2 separate regions of the Anas platyrhynchos genome follow, and region 2 is linked to region 1. Evidence: chromatin contacts called from public Hi-C data. All regions are on one chromosome and are shown on one strand. The core of a region is the stretch at or near the end of the contact, and the rest is flanking DNA. Distances in the headings are between cores, read along the strand shown.

The links. Hi-C and Micro-C count contacts between places; a contact is called where the count stands out from the background.
Region 2: a Hi-C map of skeletal muscle shows a contact between it and region 1, with 5 times the contacts expected there. The contact joins the promoter of CHCT1 here to the enhancer-like site in region 1. A contact is called at or near these places in 4 of 8 Hi-C or Micro-C datasets (liver, skeletal muscle and subcutaneous adipose tissue).

What each region holds. Positions count from the first base shown.
Region 1 is chr20:2,340,333-2,342,869 of IASCAAS_PekinDuck_T2T, reverse strand. USP32 (ubiquitin specific peptidase 32) reads left to right here. Exons shown (of 34, transcript XM_038165660.2): 5 at 930-1,089. Among named protein-coding and RNA genes, the nearest start is that of USP32, 32 kb to the left of the region's middle. Within about 2 kb of position 1,264, at least 1 of the 8 cell types and tissues checked has an H3K27ac peak or open chromatin away from gene starts, as enhancers often do.
Region 2 is chr20:2,386,742-2,389,278 of IASCAAS_PekinDuck_T2T, reverse strand. CHCT1 (CHD1 helical C-terminal domain containing 1) reads right to left here and starts at 1,266. Exons shown (of 6, transcript XM_013094612.4): 1 at 1,132-1,266; 2 at 281-409. The coding sequence starts at 1,191.

The DNA.
Region 1 (2,537 bases), core at 15-2,514:
ACGCCCCGGTGCAAATTGTTGGATGCTGTAGAGGTGTAATTCAGTGAAGCTTAATGGTCTGTGATATTAGGGAAGTTTAACTAGTCAATGGCTTGAAACCTCTTCCAGTTTCCAGACCTCTGTTTATTTACCATGGAGATTAGGGCCTCCATATAATGAGTTAGTTTGTCTACTGATAATAGGTTTGCCTTTATTGTAGTTAGTTTTCTAGGCAGTGAAGAAATGTCTGCTGATCCCTATGGCTTCATACCCACAGCTTGAAAACCGTTCAGCTAAATGGTTTAAACAGCCTCTTCAGCAGTTAAACTCTGTGAATCCATAGCTTTTACATATTCCTGAAGAGGCAGTTCCATGAGACATCCAGCAAGAGAAACCTGAGTTAGGAGATGCTGTGAATGTCATGTTTACCTGCATGCTGCAAGGTGTTCTTTGGTCACCAGCAGCATAATTTTTTATGCTGCCGCAGTGATTTCTCATACTGTTAGTTATTCACAAATCTAATTATGCTAGGTGTTTGTGTGCTTGCACAGATGTAACATAATGCTTATGATTTTATAGCACCTGTTAGTCAGCACGAAAGAGCTTTTATCTGTCATAACAACTTCAAATTCATAAAAATAACCCCTGTTGTTCTGAGTTGTAAGAAACCATTTTTCTTCTAATCCCCATAACCTGAGGTTCAGAGTAAATGCCTTTCCAAAGGCCACGTTGAGTAGGAGGTTGAAATGCAGAGAGCTGAGGAGTCTAATTTCCCTCCTTGTGCTGTATTTCAGAATGAAATAGAAAAACAGGCATGGCTCCAAAAAATTATTTCAGTACTTGTTTTTCTAGGAGATTGTCCTAATTCTTGTTCTTGCAGCTAGATGGTTCCTGTTTACGGATACCGAGAAAGGAGAGAAAACCAGTCACGTTTTCTTATTTTCTAATAGGGTGAAAAGGTAAACTATGAGAAGTTCAGGGTTTGGCTATTGCACAACAAAGATGCTTTCACATTTTCCCGTTGGCTGCTGTCTGGAGGTGTGTATGTGACACTCACTGATGATAGTGATACTCCTACCTTCTATCAAACACTGGCTGGAGTCACACACTGTAAGTAAAAGATGCTTCTTATTATGTGCGTTTCATAAAACTATTTCAGAGTTCACAAACTTAAACTGTTGCCTTGCTGCAGTTGTTCATTAAATCTTACTGCTCTGATTAGATGCATGCAGTTCTGTTCAGCGAGATACATTTCTTCTCCATGCTAATTTGTTCTCTGCTTTTTGTGCTGTGACAAGTAAAACATTGTTATGTACAAGGACACAGTGGGGCATTATTTTGAGAGAACAGCATTGAGATTACAGCATTTCTTATAGTAGATGTTGACTACCAGGCAAATTAAAAAAATAAAAAAAAGCAAAATGTCTTCTCTGACAAATATGTTAATCTAAAGAGACTTGATGGTAATACAGGTTTTGTATTTGCTTTTTCTGGTGTAGTGGATCATAAAACTATTGAGATGGTTTTGATAACAATGCTTGTTTCAAAACTAAGTATTACATCTTAGGTTGTTTTCTACAGTCAAATAAGTAATATTCTTGGCATGTGATGTAGTCAGGGAACTAAATTAACTAAAGAGAAGCCTCCTCAGGATTTGCATGTAGGAACGATCTCCAAAGAACAAATGCTTCCTTATGTCTATATTATTGCAAAAGGAGGAGCAGCTGTTTTGTAGATTAAATGTAAAAACAAAGAGCTGACAAATTATACTTGATGTGCAAGTGTAATGTGAGCATACATTACAGGAAAGCATCTGAGGGACTCGGTGTCCCTTAGGAGAAGGGTCTTTGCTGTTGAGATGTCAGTGATTCGAACAATCTGCGTGTACTTTATGCACTCAGATTTTTCTGTTGATGTGAGCATGGCATTTTCTCCCTTCAATAGGTGGATTACTTTAAAATTATGTATAATTTTTATAGTTTTTTTCTTCTGTTTTTAAATACGGATTGAAATTCTGTTTAGAACATCTGAAATGAAAATGCATGATTAAATTAGAAGTTTATAGGCTAGTAATTTATGAGGGTTACAGGAGAGATTGCAGTAGACATGGAGGTTTCAGAAAACCATGCCAAGGTCTAATAGACAGGGATAGAGAAAGATGTTTGCTTAAAGGAGAAAGAAGGAAAGAAAGAAGGAAAGAAAGAAGGAAAGAAAGAAGGAAAGAAAGAAGGAAAGAAAGAAGGAAAGAAAGAAAGAAAGAAAACACATTCTTGAATTCTACAGATTTCAGCCCTCAGAAAAATCTCTCAATCTGTATCAAACTGAGACTCACCACACTTCCAGCCTTGTCAAGTCTGCCTTACCTTAGGTATTCAAAGAAAGCTTTACCCCGTGCCTCTGAATGTTACCTAGGAGCTTGCTTAGATTTTTTTCACATGAAATTGAATGTTTTTCTGTACAATTTTTACTAAGCTTTTCACAGAAAGTTTATTTATACTGAAACTGAGGTTTGTAGTAAAAATAAATAAATAAATCTGATTCTTAGAAAATAATTGTTT
Region 2 (2,537 bases), core at 17-2,516, 46 kb before region 1:
TTGCTGAACCACGCCACCAAAGTGTCATGTGAAATGATAAAGATTGCAGTTTGTGTTTCCAAAAACCTGGTGGTGTATGTAAAGTGTGATTTTTGGTGCGGGTGGCTGTTTAACTCAGTGTGATGTCCAGTTAACTGGAAAACAGCAATCAGGTTAACATCCAGACATGGAGGAAAGCTGCAATAAGATGATGTATCCTGCTTTTTGCTCTCTCTCAACAACCTGAGTTACCACTGATTTTTTTTTTCTCTCTACCACTGAAGTCTATTTAGTATCTCACAATTTTGAAGGTGTCCCGATCGAGGCCGTCTGCGTAGCTGACGAGCGGGGTCCTGCATGGCGCAGCGTGCGAGCTGCCTGTCCTGGGGGCTGCCTCGCCCCTGCTGCCAGCCGCATCCCCCTCGGTGGCCTGCAAAGTGCCAAAGCTGCAGGTTAGTCGCCTGTTGGTGCCAATCCTGCGTCCTCTACTACAAACATTGCTGAGGGCAAACCCTATCATAAGGCTCAGAAGCATTTCTCTTCCTGCCAAAAGCGTTTCAGCTTGAGTTTTCAGAGGTGCTTAATGAAGCTAGGTACTCAATTATAATTAGAAGTCCATAAGAATTGGCCACCTACTGTAAGTCCCTTTTGGAAACCCTACCTCTAATAAATTACAAGGTAAACAATGGTCACTCGTTCCTAATAGCATCCATCAAACAAGGGCTGGCATCCGCTTGCTAAGTGGAAATCGCAGCTACAGTGGGCTCAGTGTAACGCGGCGCTGCTCCACGCACAGCTTCTATGGACAGCTGCACAGCTGGCTGGAAAGCAAAGCAAAATCCTCAGCCACTGGGTTTGCATGTCCCAGGTCCAGGGGGAGTTATCTCTCGCACAGGGTGTAGGTTTTCCCTGCAGCAATGTTTCCGTAGGTAACTTCTCCACTCATTTTTTTGGAAAGCAATGATTGTACGACCAACTTAAACACAAGCTTATGGTGCCTCTTAAAGCATGTAGGAAGAGCAGTTCTTCCATTTTGTGTGTGCTCTGCTCCCTGGGAAGATCCCTTCTGGTTTAGGACTGGATTTACGAAGAGGTTTTAGAAGTGATGCTGAGGCCGGGCTCTGCTCTCGCCGTGCCCCTGCCCCTGCTCACCTTGGCTTGCCCAGCCGGGTTGTCCTCAGCCGCCCCCGTTCTGCTGCCCGTATTCTCCATGGGACACAGACCCCTCGCCTCCTGCTCGCACCAGGTGGGAAGGGGAAGTTGCCACGGGAGCTGTGTTTGAACCAAAGCGCACTGGGGTAACCGGGGGCCCGGATACGGGTTCCGAGTTCCACCAGCCATGGGAACAGCTGGGGCGCTGCCCGGAACGGCACTGTCACAATGGGACAGTCCTGCAGGGCACGGTCACCTCTCCCAATCAGCTCTGCCATTGAATTGTGGTTCTAAGGAAATGGGCTGAAACCCCTGGGTTTTCCCCCAGGTGCTGTGCATGGAGCTTCTTAGAGCAGAGACCACAACTCCCACTGTAGTGTAAGGGAAATCTGTGGGCATCTCCCTAACAGGTGGTGGTGGAAGCCACCCACAGCGAGATGCAGCTCTCCTGGGTAGCATCTCTTGAAACTCTGTTTTAAAACACGAATAAATTGCTCTTCCCAGGAAGAAGACTGGAAAGGCTTGAAGTTGAGTGGAATCTGTTTTGGAAACTTACTTCAAGGCAAAATGCTTTCACAAATGAAAATGTGTCAGGCTGCTGTCATGCCCTGACCAGTTGGACAAGTGCAATTGTTTTGTCCCTTGGACAATTAGTGTAATTGCTGCAGCTGTGATTCAGCTGGGCTCCTGTGCCACGTCGCTTCTGGCACCAGGAGTCATCCTGAGGGCCATATGGGGTCTCTCTCCCTGAGGACCCCTGGGCACGGCATGAAGAGGCCCAGGCTCTGCTCAGAGCAGCAGGATGGATGCTTCTGGTGGAGCAACCACCGTGTCCTGATGAGGGGTCTTGAAGCTGGATAGGTTCTTGTTTTCAGTCCTTTACCTGTGATTGAATTCAGTAATGACAAAAATCCGCTAAGACAAGCCTCGTAAGATGTTGGTGGTGTTTCTCCCTCTGTTTGCTTTCCACCACCCCCACATCTGAAGTTTCACTGTCAGCTCACTGACATGGGAGCCTCACACGGGTTGGCGCTGAGCAGGCCAAGGACAATCACCTCCTAGCACGTTGCAGCTAGGTTTGCTTTGACCCTCTGAGGTATGTTATGACTTATTTAGTCTATACTAAGATTTTAAGGTATGTTATGTGTTACTTAACATGAGGCAAGGTCACTGCATAGCAGAGCGGAGGAGTCACGATAGCGTTGATCAGCGTTACCTATGTGAGCTTCGGGGTTTTGCAAGGACTGCGTTGGAGGTGTTGTTGGCGAAGGGGATGTTGAAAGTGCACTTGGCTCCTCAGCACCTGTTGCCAGTGCTTCTCTTTTGCCTGCAATCATGACACCAGTCCCCAGTGTGGCAGGCAGCTCCTCTTCTTTTCACCTCCAGAGTTTACACCAGGAAGCTGA